Regions from separate parts of the Gossypium hirsutum genome. Here region 1 is linked to region 2. A link is a contact called in public Hi-C data. All regions are on one chromosome and are shown on one strand. The core of a region is the stretch at or near the end of the contact, and the rest is flanking DNA. Distances in the headings are between cores, read along the strand shown. Region 1 has its middle 25 kb from the start of LOC107910586. Region 2 has its middle 12 kb from the start of TRNAR-UCU.

Evidence for each region. A called contact is a pair of places that touch in the nucleus more often than the background predicts.
Region 1: a Hi-C map of leaf shows a contact between it and region 2, with 2.5 times the contacts expected there. The contact joins two enhancer-like sites. A contact is called at or near these places in 12 of 34 Hi-C or Micro-C datasets (anther, callus, hypocotyl and 2 more).

What each region holds. Positions count from the first base shown.
Region 1 is chrD02:13,985,396-13,992,976 of Gossypium_hirsutum_v2.1, reverse strand. No RefSeq gene overlaps it. Among protein-coding and RNA genes, the nearest start is that of LOC107910586, 25 kb to the left of the region's middle. Within about 2 kb of position 5,501, at least 9 of the 9 cell types and tissues checked have an H3K27ac peak or open chromatin away from gene starts, as enhancers often do. A contact at or near this core is called in hypocotyl and leaf, where this site is marked.
Region 2 is chrD02:13,928,583-13,935,777 of Gossypium_hirsutum_v2.1, reverse strand. No RefSeq gene overlaps it. Among protein-coding and RNA genes, the nearest start is that of TRNAR-UCU, 12 kb to the left of the region's middle. Within about 2 kb of position 5,722, at least 9 of the 9 cell types and tissues checked have an H3K27ac peak or open chromatin away from gene starts, as enhancers often do. A contact at or near this core is called in hypocotyl and leaf, where this site is marked.

The DNA.
Region 1 (7,581 bases), core at 4,252-6,751, 57 kb before region 2:
TTTTATGGAAGAGGTGGAGAACTTGTTCATTGGGAGTTCGCGAGGAAGAACTTGTTCATTAAGAATTCGTGTCAAGGTAAATATTGTTAGAATTAAGTGACCTGAATCCTTATTTAAATAAAATATAGTGGTAAAATAAAATAAAAATAAAATCTCTATAGAATTATACTTCTTTTATTTTATTTTAGAACAAGGTTTTTTAAACCTTACTAAACTACATCTATTTGATATTGATTAGAATAAGGTGTTTCAATCTTACTACACTCCTATTAGAATATGGTTTTACAAGCCTATAAATAGATATAATCTACTCCTCTTGTAATCATTCGATTTCGACATAGTGAATTTTTTTCTCCTTTGCCCATGGTTTTTCCCAAAAGAGTTTCTACGTAAAAATCTGTGTGTTCTTTATTTTTATTACTCTTTTCTTTGTGATATATTGTTATTACCGACATTCTATTTTTTACAGTGACAAAATAAGGAGATCTATAGGAGTGAGAGGTCGAAGCCCGCCACAAATCCGTATTAAGCACAAAACTGGATTAGGATTGGGACCGCGGTACGTACCATATTGCACAAAGTTGAGTCCATATATAACTATACTTCTACTATTGGATTTGATTAGAACATAATTTTTCAACCCTTAAATAGATGTAGTCGAAACTCCTTCTATATCATCAGTTTTTCAAAGTTAGTGAATTTTTTCTCCTCTGCCTGTAGTTTTTTCTCGAAAAAATTTCCACGTAAAATCTGTGTATTCTTATTTTTCTTATTTTTATTGCTTTGCGATCATTCTATTGTCATTATCGACATTAATTATCACATATAACACTTTAGGGTGCCTTTGGATGGACGATATGTTTACCTTCGATAAGGTTAAAAACAGTAATAATTGTGAGATTAGTTACAAAGCTGTGAAGTAAAAGATTCCACTATATCACAACCGCCATTTATCCAAAAGACCTTGGTTTAACAAGTGATCTAATCACTAAGAGTAAGGTGCATTAAATGAAATTGAAGATTTTTAAAATTTGATTATGAATTTAAAATTTTAAAAAATATAAACATTTAAAAATTTTGTATAAATTAATACATAACATCAACACTCATTAAACCAGCATATGATATGGTTAAGTGTAAGACTATTAAAATAGTAACTAAATAAATATAATCCTTAAACACATACAAATTTTCATAAAGCTAATTATATTATTAGTATTAAATCAATATCGATTTATACAAGCTAAATCTTCTAATTGATAACTAAGTCAAATAATGAACTTTAATTTATTTAGTTTTCATTATCAATATATTTATTTTTAGTCAAAATTTTACCACCATTTTGTACATTTTTATAAATATTATATTTTTTAATGCATACCATTAATTTGCAATCTTGCATATGGTTAGGGAATAAAACATAATTTACTTTATAAAAATAAAAGCTACTTTTTGGTATTGATGTCAGGACAACACAATAGTAAAATATAAGATGAACACAAACACAAACTATACAATAATCACACTAACAACAATAATTTTTAAATAAAAATGTTAATTTCTAATATATATTTAAGAAATACAAGATAATAAGCACAATAAAAACTTAATATTGCATAAAGAATTAAAGGTCAAATTCTGCTATTATACCATGTGTTTTGTGTAAATTGTGAATTTAGTACTTGTACACTAATTTTATCAATTTTAGTCCATATACTTTTCGGATTTTGAAATTTTAATCCTGACTCAATGGTAACAGTTAAATTTATTTGGTTAACTTATGTTATTAGCCCTATATTATGTGTAAAGTTATAGATTTAGTCCTTGTTCACCAATTTGATCATTCTTAGTTGCTATATTTTGTGAATTTCAAAATTTTAATATTAATGCAAACGACAGATGTTAGATCTATTAACTAATCTTTTGTGAGCAATATATGAAAATAACAAACAAACATAGCATTACACATTGAAAATTATGTTTGACACATCAAATTTAAAAAAAAACATTACTTTATGAATTTAATAGTTATAATATTTGTTAGGACTAAAGTTTTCAAATTCTAAAAGTATAGGGACAAAAAATGATCAAATTAAAATACAACTACTAAATCCATAACTAATGCAAAGTACAAAGTCTAATAATAGAATTTGGCCAAATTAAAAACCCAAAAAGCCACAATTCTTTATTTTAGGAAATAATCATTAAAACTTAAAAAAGAAAAGAAGAATTGTTACTAAATTAAACAACAGGAAAAATGATAAATTTGTAAGAAAATATAACAAATAATGAATTTTGGATTTTAGTAAGTTTTTTTTTTTTCAAATTGTTCTGTGGAATCAAATACTTAATTTTTTTTTATGAAGTAATTTTTCCTGGGGTCAATTGACTCCATCTTTCATGTACCTTCACCACTGTACTTCGTTGGATGAATCTAGGAGTTCTTGAAAAGTTTCCTTTCAAGGAGCTACCATTTTTCACTTTGTAAAATTATTATTTTTTAAAATTTTTAACTTTTACATTATTTTATATTTTTGGTAATTTTCAATATTGAATTTTTATTGTCTTTTTAGATTTTTTTTAGAGAAACATTTTTAGTAAAAGGACCTAAGTAATTTCTCTCAATTTCGAAGCAAATTGGTCTCTCTCAAAATAATAAGAGTAATTTAATCCCTTTTAATTTTAAAAGTGAATAACTAAATATAATTAATTTTGACGTTAATAGTTTTCGTCAATTATAAATGTTTTTAATTAGCTTATCAACAAATTTAACTCAGATATTTTATCAATATGGTTTTAGTAAGCCTCTCGACTCTCTAACTTGGTTTCCAAAAAAATGAATAATTCTTCAGAATTGTCTCATAGAGATTGGGAAATCGAGAAATTGTCAAAAGTAGCATTCTTAATGTTTTTTAGTTGGTTATTTCATTTTTTTTTCCATTTTTGCTACTTTGTAATAATTCTTTGTAAATACGTTTCAAGTAATTTCCATATTTAGGTTATATGGACTTGTATATGTTGGGTTAAATATCCAATGGGTATGCCGCCCATTCTTGTGCCTTGTTTTATTTTTGTAGGCCGAATTGAGTGAAGATTCAAGGGACCAATCCAAGAGATTTTGGGCAACATAGCAAGAGGAAATTCCGCCTAGGATCTTTCATAGTTTAGAAGAAAGTAAGAGCTTTGATTTAATTAAAGGGATAATATAATTTTTGGTATTTGTATTTTTTTATCCACTTTGTACTTAAATTTGACAACTAGGTCCGCTTTGATTCTTGAACTTGAAAAATATAAAAGTTTGGTGCTGTGACACTCTGAGATTGTTTCACATCATCACTTAAAATCTAATATATATATATATAACTTCAGGTGATGATGTGGTATAATCTCAAAGTGTCACATTTAGTGTTCTAATAAGACAGTTGGTTCTCGATTCAACTAGTTCGATCAATTCGACCTTCAACCAATAATAATTAATTAATTAATTAAAAATTCATTACAATCTAAAAAAATAGAAATATAAAAAATTTATTAAATCGGATCAACTTGTTTAGTTGTTGATTTTTATCCCGATTTTAATTTTTACCAATTTCAAGCGGTTTACAAGTCAATCGGCTCAACCGTTTTGTTCGAGCAATTATATCAATTGGTTCTCAATTTGTCCGATTCGATCATTTTCTAGTAACACTAGTCACATCATCAAATCTTGACAGAATCTAAATTTAAAAATCGAAATGAATCTAATTGTCAAATTCAAGAATCAAAATAAAAAAAGAATACAAATACCAAAATAGACTAAATTGTCAAATTTAAGGGGGAAAATTTATATTTAGGAACAAAGAAATTTAATAAAGCTATCTCTATTCATGGTTGGATGGATATTACCCTATTTATCATCTTTTTAATTCATTTATGGTGTAAATAAGTTATTTATGTTAAATAATTAGTATATTAAATCTACTATATAATTTTGGCTTATTAATAAAGGGTTAGGACTTAAAAAATATTCTCTTAATTTTTTAAAAAAGAAATTTTATTTCCAAAGTTTATAAAAATTATAAAATTTTTAGATTTTAAAATTCAAAAATAAACTTCAAAAGAGTTGCATAAGGAAATGTGGTTCCATCATTAGCATTTTGGAGCAAGTATTCCAAAGGTTTGGGCGTACAACAACATTCCGCAGCAACCCTTTCATCCTTCGCCCCATTGCAACATCAATAAGCCTTTTACTTCTCTTTTGTTTTCATTTTAGTGTAATCTAATTATCACAATTTTTTATTCAAGACTTAAAATAATAAAAAATTACAATTTAAGTACTCACGTTACATAGTTTGATCATTTTGGTCACTTCTGTTAAAATTACAAACGGTAAGCTAAAGATTAGTATAATAACAAATTTAGTCCTCAACTTTTACATCTTATATCAATTTAGTCATAATTTTAAAAAATTAACCCTAAAAAATTACAAATTGTCTCAATTTGATCCTAATTCTAAAAAATTTAAAAAAATATAAAAATACATAAATATTTTCAAAAAAATATAATAATAAATTTAAAATATATATAAATAAATAAAAACACATAAATCTTGTCTTCAATCTTCAATTCTCATTTCTTATTATTTGATCTAGATCTTGAGATTTTGCATCATTATTATTGAAGTCCTTTTCCATTTTTTAATTTTCAAAATTTATATTAATATAATTGCAAGTAGTTAATAATAGGTTAAAATATTGAAATATTGAAATTTATTCCTTGTATTTTTATTTTTAAGAAATTAATTTTTATATTTTTTAAATTTCAAAATTCAGATTCAACTGATAATATTAAATTTTTTTTATAAATTTATTGATATGACATTGAATTCAGTAAATGTACTTGTAAAGACCTTATATTATAGCAAGTGAATCAAATTAATCCTTATATTATTAAATAAATCAATTTAATTGTTGTAATATTTAAAAAATATAAATAAGAAGAATTTTTAACATTGTCAAATTCTCCTGTTTACAAAAGTGACATGAAAATTTTGTTTTTCTTTTTATTTTAATGATGAAATTTTAATTTATAAAATTTGAACACGTGATTCAATGAAATAAAGGGAAAAAGGAAAACGGGTACATTCACTCCAAGAATGGCATTCCGCTGAAAATTTTACCATGATGCTATTAGAGTAACCCCAAAATCCGAAGAGTCCTAACCCCTCAAATTTGAGAAACACCCAAATTCGATCCTTTTTCCCATTCAACAAAAAATTCCGAAAGCTGAATCGTGACCCATTCTTTATTCTGAAACTGGGTAAGTAATTAACATTCTTCAATTTTGATAAGGGAGGAAATCGAACAAAAGATTTTGCCAGAGAAGAGGAAAAGAGAGAGAGGAAGATGAGAGATGTGCAAAATCAATTCCAAAATTTGCTTAACAGTTTTCCCTCATGGATGGTGCTTAAGAGGGAAAGTAATGGTTTCTGAAACAGTCTGGTCAGTTGTTACTAACAGCTGCCTTAAACGCACCGTTTCATTGAACGGTATAACCTCAAAATGAATCGTTTTGAACATGACTCAGACCCTAGCTACGACACACCGTTTCAAGTTTTTAACGCCAAAACGTAGCGTTTTAACAATTGCACTAATTAAAATAATAACAAAAATAACAGAATTTCAAACACTTGATCTTTGTTGCATTCTTCCATTATAATTACTCCCCTCCTTGAACCAGATCATTGTCCTCAAGGATCGAATGTTGAATATTTTTGTTGAATGTCTTATAAGTTCTCCCCAGTGGAGTATGATAACAAGTTAATTTTGTGCTTTTTAATGTATTCATTTTTAGCTAATTTTTTAATAAAATGCTATTAAATTTGTGTCTTTCTTATCAGGGATGAAATTGAAATATTGAAATTCAAAATCAAACAAAATGAGCTAAATTGGAACGAAAAAACAAAGAGGAGGGCCAAGTTGAAGAATTGAAGAATTAGTGGTTGACTGGTTAAAATCAAATTTTTATTTTGAAATTGTCAAAATTCTATGAATAGTATGAATTGATTTTTAGTTGATATTTTTTAGGAAAACAAAATCTTACTAAATTTAGCATGAGGAATGTATATATATACTTAGTGTTGGTGGCCTTTGAAAACACACTGGAATACATTTGGAAATTGAATGCAATTTCTTTCTTTCTTTTCTTTCACGCATCAAAGCTAATGTGCAGGCATTCTGCCATTCTTTTTTCATTTCATTATTTTGGTTAAATTACTTCTTAAGTCCCTTTCCCTTTCCACCTTTCACTATTTTCATTTAAAATCATTTCCATACATCAACTAGCATGATTAATCTCATGCTTTACTAAGTCTCGTTTAGCTTTAGCCCGGTTATCGCTCCAACAAAATATCGTGAGATATGAACCTCTACTAAAAAACTTTTCAACACGGTATTTGCTATCTCTTTAGTATATGAAATAATACATATTCATCACTTAAAGTTCATTCAATTTCAATTCAAAAAGTGGGCGTTGGGTTGGAGTTGTTTGGCGTACAGTTGGAAAAACGAGTCGGTCTGTAATGGCCTAAATTTTCAGTGGTGTTAGAATGGTGATTCGAGATCACTAAATCTGACAAATGAGTAGAAAATATTATTAATTTAGTGAGTATAAATTAAATGGGAAGTTAGGAAAATTTTTGAAATAGTGAATAGTGTACTAGGAATAAATATTAAAATAGAGTGTCATTGAGTTGGTATTAAAGTTTCGTTAGAAAATTCTAAAGTTTGGGTGTTCAATTAATTAAAAAAGACTAAACTGAAAATAATGTAAAATTTGTTAAAAGTGATTAAATAGCTTAAGTGGTAAATAAGGAGGGACTTAAGGCATAAATATGCCAATATGGAATAGTTGAGACGGCATAAGAGAAGAAAAATCTGAAAAAATGATGTAATAAAGGTAAAATTGGAAATTTTGTAAAAATTAACAAATAAAAATCTTAATTAAAAGAGTTTCTAGGCAATTCTTCATATTTCTCAGCAAAAAAAACGCCATTGAAGGGTCCCTCCAAGCTGTTTTTTCATATATTTGAATCATGCAAGTTTAATTCTTGATTATTTCTTCTAATTTTTGTGATTTTGATACTTTTACAATTAGGTCCAACTAATTATTTCATTAGTTTTTTTATTTCATGGCCTATTTTGAGAGTTACCATTGATTAGTGCTGAATTTTTATGATGAATGAACATGGAATTAAAGATTTAATTTTATTATATGATGATTTTATTAAGTAATTTTGATAGAAATTGATTTTAGGGACCTAATTGTGAAAAAGTTTGGAATTAGGGTTTGGTGTTGCGGTTTTGAATATAAAAGGCTATATAGTTGTCTAAAATAGTTGTACAAGGTGTTAATTTAGAAAAATTAGATCAATTGAGAGGTTAATTGAGTAGGGACCAAATTGTAAAAACTACAAAGTTTGGGGTAAAAGTGTAATTTCGAAAATTAAAGGGGTATAAATTGTGAAATGAATTAGAATTGAATTAGATGCTGATGAATGAATAAATTTGTATTTTAGATCAAGAACCCGAAGATAAACGAGGA
Region 2 (7,195 bases), core at 4,473-6,972:
AAAGAGCGCTACCAGACATCCCAACTAGATAGTTTTCTATGCACCTTATCGACCACGGAATGTAACGTGTTATTAGTGACCTTCTCATGAAAGAGTGACACCCCAAGATAAGATCCCAAGTTATTCACTTCTTGAAAACCAAAATATCTGCTTATGTGTCTCCCTAAGCTGTCATCAACGCCTTTAGAAAAGAAAATATTTATTTTCCTCGTGTTAATCTGATGTCCCAAATATTCACAAAACTTATCAAGAATGTCTTTGATAACTCGAGCTTGATATTCTTCAGCATGCCCAAGTAAGATTAAGTCATTCGCAAAAAAAAAGATGTTAAAGTGGTGGCCCGGTGCGAGCCAGACATATAGGGGACCAATTGATGGAGTTAGTGGCTGCACGGATGCTTTGCCCTAACCATTCCATACACAGAATAAACAAATAAGGAGCTAACGGACAACCTTGACGAACACCCTTGGTAGGCCAAAATTTCTGAGTTGGAACCTTGTTCCATAAAACCTGCATGATAAAACTAGAGATTGCAAACATAATAACATTACGTAAAAAAATAGGAATACTTACAGCCTAAAGCAAGGCATCAATAAAGTCCAACACACACGATCGTATGCTTTCTCCAGATCAATTTTGATTATCATCCATCTCCTATTTTTCTACATACTCCGCATAGAGTATATAACCTCTTGAGCAATGACAATGTTATCAGTGATGTTCCATCCTACTAGAAAACCAATTTGTTTAGGAGAAATGAGTCTAAAAAAAACCATTTTAAACCTATTTGCGATAATCTTCACAATAAGCTTCTAAAGAACAGAACATAGACTAATTAGACGAAAGTGAGAGAAGTCTTTCAGATTTTAAACTTTAGAAGTAAGCACAATAAGTGAATTATTCAAATCCGAGTCAATACTTTCTCCATCAAAAACACCTTTGACCAAACTACAAACAGAAGTACCTCCATGTTCCCACTGGCTTTGATAAAATAAGGCATGAAAGCCATCCCTTCCAAAATCCTTCAAAGGAGCCATATCAAAAAGGGCAACTTTGATTTCCTCATCAGAGATTAGTTTATTTAAGAGAGTAATGTCACTCTCATTGAGACGGGGGAAAGCATTAGGGGGCAATTCTTTCATTAGGCCAGGATGTTCACCATAAAATGTCTTGTAAAAGTTAACCGCTTCAAGCTTCAAGCTTCAGTTGGTCCTCATCCAAAATCCACTCACCCAAATCATTCTTCATTGCGATAATTTTGTTCTGTTTCATTCTCCTCAAAGTGCGTGTATGAAAAAAATTGGTGTTTTAATCCCCTAGCAGTAACCAATTGCAACGTGCCTTTTGACGCCATAACACCTCCTCATGATAGAGAACATTTTCCAATTCTTCTCACATCCATTTTAACCTTATTAAGGTAGACAAAGTTCACCCTATCCCACGTAATCTCAATGCTTTTTAATTTTCGAGTCCATTGCTTCTTACGGGTGTTAATGTGACCATACACTTCATGGTTTTATCGCTTAACTTGCTCAGTAAAATCAGAATGAATAGTTAACATGTTGGTAGAGACTCCCCAATTTTCTTTAAAGAAATCTAGGAAAGCTAGATGTTTAACCCAACCAGCTAAGAATCTAAATGGGCACTTTCTTGAGGAGTGATAATCAGGCATAATAGACAAACGTAATGGTCTGTGGTTGAATTTAAGCTGCGGCAAATGTGTCACCATGGAATTCAAAAAAAAAAGTTCCAAACATTATTGAAAATGACCCTATCCAAACGCTCAACAATCCCCCTCTCTTTCATGTAATCTACAAACCTCAAAAACCTAAATCATGTAACTACGCTGAATCCATAAAATGGCCAAAAAGTCGGCACATTTTTCCTAATGTTCGTCCTCCTCCTTTTTCTCTAAGGTAAAGAATAGCGTTGAAATCACAAATCACCATCCATAGAGACTTGTCCATAGGAACAATTCTCTGTAAGGCCTCTTAAAGTTGCCTTTGTTTACGACAATCAGGGCTTTCATATACGAAAGTAACCAAAAAGGGTTGTCTGAAATGATTACCGGAGACTTTAACTAAAACAAATCGAGGATAACCTTTAAGAATATCCACACAAACTGACTCCCTCCATCAAATCCATATACCACTCGAAAACCTGACAGCCTCTACACAATGCGAGCATTGAAAACCAAGCTTCGCGATAATCAAATCTATTTTTCTTCCACTGACTCTTATTTCTAAAATTCCAATCAAATCAGGTTTATGATCTCGATTATATTTCCGGAAGACCCAGAGAAACTTTGAATTAGCACAACCTTGATAATTCTAAGATAAAATAGTAAAATTCATAAATAAAATAAAAATGGGGATAGAAGGACCAACCGCTAAAAAATAGCATATGCTTTAACACCACTATCATGGTCATCAATCTTATCTATAAAATTCTCCACTTGCGTACTAAGGAGCTCAACCATAGAAACCATAGCTTCAAGAAGTGAGACACGTGAGTTACCAGCTAATTTAAAACGTCCCCATCGCTCACGTAATGTTTTATTAAGAGCCCTTTTAAAATGACCTCTCCCTTTTTTTATTATCAAAGTCAAGCCCTTTAAAAGAACCAAAAGAATTTTACCATTTACTACTCTTTCTATTCCCGAATTCGAAGTGGGATTTGGGTCCAAATTCTCTTTAAAGGTCACGGATGAATGCATATTAGGGTCAAGAAGATTTGAATTTAACTTTACTGTAGTTTCGATTGACCTTTCAAACATGAGATTGAAATGAAGAGAAGAATGCTTAGCATGAGAGTTGGCATCATCTTCAGCATTTTTGGTTTGGTCCTCATGTAACACCCCTTAACCCCATACGTCATCGGAATAGGGTTACAAGATATTATCGAACATATCAGATAATTTACGATTAAATTTACAAATAAATAACATACATATTATAATTTAATGATTTAGTCCATTTCATGGACCTTCGAGGCCCAGAATACGTATTAGAAGTGAATCGAGACTTGTTCAAGTGCTCCAGAATTTTTTTTCTTTTTTTTTTTAAAAAAACTCAATATAACCCCTTTATAATTATCTAACCTTCCCTGCAATTTCAAACCACAACCAATTTGCAACCAATATAACAACCTATACATCTCCACAATCAAACATGCCTATTTATGCCTACAACATTAATTTAACAATTTATCTACTTGATCATTCATAAATAACTTTTAATTGAACTAATAATTTCATTCATTTCTATTTTAGTTTTATGCCACATTTTACCAAATATGCCATATTATTTCATTTCATACTTATAATCCATATTAGACATTATTTTACAACCAAAGCTACAAGACTTAAATACATAATTTATATATAATACCCAAGTACATGCCACTTTTACCAAAAGAAAGATTACATCACCAAATTGTCTCTGAAATTGGGATTGATCTGGATGTTGAACCGGGACCTTTGATTTCTACCGACCTGCACACGGAAATAACCGTATGCTGAGTATTTTATACTCAATGATATTACCATAGTTCAAACTATATAACTTTAATGAATTATAAATATTAATCTTATAACATTAAACATGTAAAATTTATAACTCATAAGAACTAATTTACATTCAGTTTCATATTTCATATGATAATTCATCAACAATATCATATATTAATAACTTGAATTTGATCAATTCATGAACCTTAGGTTCATGCTTTCAAATCTCACAATTCGACTAACAATTTCTTTCTTATCCTTTGAGTCGTACGATCAATCAAATTTATTCAATTCTCACATTTCGATTATTCACCCTATTAACAAACCCAAACCTTGGCGAATACATTGATTCCAACCAAACACACCAGTACAACACTTTGTGCCTAAAACGGTACTCAGTACCTAATCAATATATCAGAAACAGTATACAATACATAAAGTGCCTGAAACGACACACGTGGTGCCTAATACGACACATATAGTGCCTGATCGACAAAGCCGATAAATTCCCGTACTCTTCCAATCCTATGGCATGCCAACTATATCCGACTAAGCCCGATTAGTTAATAGGGTATTCAAATCACTTTCTCAATTTCAATTTCACTTTCAATGTACAATTCAATTCGATACACTTTTCCACTTTCCAACAATATACTATCAAATATTCATACATAATCATACTTCATCTCGATTTCATTCATTTCAATACTGATGCCTACCTTAAAATTTTACTTACCATACACATAAATTTAAATATAACATTTAATAAATAGTAGTTTGAATTATAGTAATACAAACCGTGAATTTCTCGTTTTAGTCCTCAATAGCCTTCTCCTTTCCTTTGTGTACTGATGCCTCGGGTTCTTTGTTAGTTATGAAAATAATAATAATTTTTCATTATTAATACAACACTAATTTACAATAATTAATTGAATTTCTTTTCAATTTAAACCCTAATTCCAATTTAATCCTAATTAACTCATTTACTTTTCTAACTCAATTTACACTTCATTTGTACTTAATATCTTTCCATATTCAACTTGACTATTCAATGTTCATATTAAAACCATAATTTTAAACTTCTTTCAATTTAATCCCTACTATGTAAAACTTATAACCTAGTTTACAATTTTAATTCTTTAATCAATTCTAACTTGAAATTCATTCAATTAAACCCGTAATTCATTATTTTGTTCAACATGAACTATATTCAAAAACCTAAGAACTTTTAAAACTTCAACCTAATTTTTGTTCTAAAGCTTCTAAAACATCAAAATTAAGAGAAAAGGACTTAATTGACTTACCTTTTAAAGCTTTAAAACCTTAAACCCTAAATTTTCCTTTTCTTTTTCTTTTCTTCTTTCCTTTCTCCCTGTTTCGAAAGCTTCTGTTTCTTTTTCCCTTTTGTTTCTTTTGTTATTTTACTTTATTATATATATATTAGTTAATAATATTAATAATAATACATTATAATAATATAATATAATAATAATATTTAATTCATAAATATCTTTTACTTAAATTTTAAGTAAATAAATAATTATAATACAAGTGTATATATATATTATTACACTTGTACCATCTTATCACCATACACTTGTCTAAATTTATTTTATTTCATAATATAATAATATTAATAATAATATTTAAATAGAAAACCATAATAATATTTAATAATTATAATTATAATAATAAATTAATAACAAAATCTCAAGATTTAATACTCATTAACCCCCTCATTCTAAGAAATTAGTCTAATTGCTTATTTATCCCCTTAAGTTTTTCTTTAATCTATAATTAAACTTTTACCCTTTATTCAATTTAATCCTTTTTCGCAATTACTCTTAATTAAGCTAAATTCACCTAATTAAAACTTAATTAAGCTCACTACTAGACTCATAAATATTTCTAATAATTATTTACGAACCCATTTCATTAAGACGGATGCCTGACAATGTACTTTTCTGATGCCCGTGAATTTTGGGTCAATACACCTCAACCAGCGAATCACTTACAGCATGTCCACCAGCTTCAATAATTTTGGTCTGAGCCTCTACTTGTTCTGATCCAATGACCACCCCCATATGCAACCCAAGCTTCAATTGGATTTTTTCATTATCAACCGAAATCTGCCTAGGGTTTTTAATCAGTATTGGGTTCTGTTTTCCAGACCTAGATACACTATCCTAGCCTAACGCCTTCTTGCCCAAAGATTCTTCACACGTTGGTCCAAAATTTGACACCATATGCGACCCATACCTCAACTGGATTTTTTCATTAGCAACCGAAATCTACCCAATTGTTGGGTTTTATTTTCCAGACCCAGATACACTGTCCTGGCCTAGTGCCTTCTTACCTAAAGATTCCTCACCCGTTGGCCCAAAATTTGACTACAGCTTTTTGTCATTTAAAGATTTCAAAAATCTCCCTTCTCGAACCTAGTCCCCATAAAATCAGCTTCCTTTTCCTTCAATCTCATAGAATCTTTACCCAGTAGATTCATCGTCGTTAATCTAGAACCTGCCAAAATTTCCTCTGTATTTTTTGTATTTTGGATTTTGTTGTCTGCCTGGTTGCACCTAGACTTGCACTCAACGACCATCCAGGGATCGAAAGCTTCCTCCGTCATCGCCAGAGTTGGTTTAATCTCCACCGAGTTCGAAGCTTCTCCTTTTCCATCATCATTGCTCCGACCAGTAAAAAAAAAGGACAAATTTTTTAGATGCCCGTATTTGCCACAGGTAAAACATATCGCGGGTAAAGCCTCAAACTCCACCCTTTGAACCCTCTCGTTAATCATAACTTACGAGATAAGTGGTTTTTCTAGACCGAAAAACATCGCCATCTTGCTAAACTGACCTCTTGCTCCAATGTTTTTCTTGATATCTAACTTTTCCACTTTTTTTAACCAAACTTTCGATCTCCTCCAAAACGTATTTTTTGTATAGAAATCCCAGTAAACCAGGGAAATGGATCCAAGCCAGCAACATGCTTCGGAAAGGTCTCAACGGGTTGAAATGTTAGAGTATGCCCAAAACCAATCATGATATTATTGTAATCACATGCTTGTTTTACCTTATTTATTAATACGAGGTATTTCCATTATTATTTCAATTTCTTTTTGTGTATATAAATAAATTGAATTGTAATAAAGTCCTAAGAAAATATAATTATTCTTAAAAGGTCCTTAGTCAAGTATTATTGTGGGCTTGAATAACAATAATGCATTGAGAATAATGTGTAGTTGATTGATGACAAAAAGTTGTCATTGACATAGGGATGTCAAAATCAATACATGAGTATGTATTAGAGAACAACATATTGGACTGATCTGCTATGAGTATGTTTTTTGAATTATTATGTAATAGTCACAATATTACTCATAGTGATAACTATGTATATGATCCTTAGAATTGAGATCATCACTGTCCCAACATTATGAGTCATATATTTTGATACAATCAAAAAATGTCTATCGTAACAAGTTGTACTATAAAGACTGATGTTCGATATACCACAATCCATGTAATGATATGGTTGATCAAGATAGGATTTATCTCTCCTACATAATGGGAGCAATATCTTAGGTCTCTTGATGGAATGAGACTATAAATGAATGGTCATGCTCGAATAAGTTGATATGAGATATCACACTTATTTGTTTATAGTAGTTTGCTCAAAAAATCA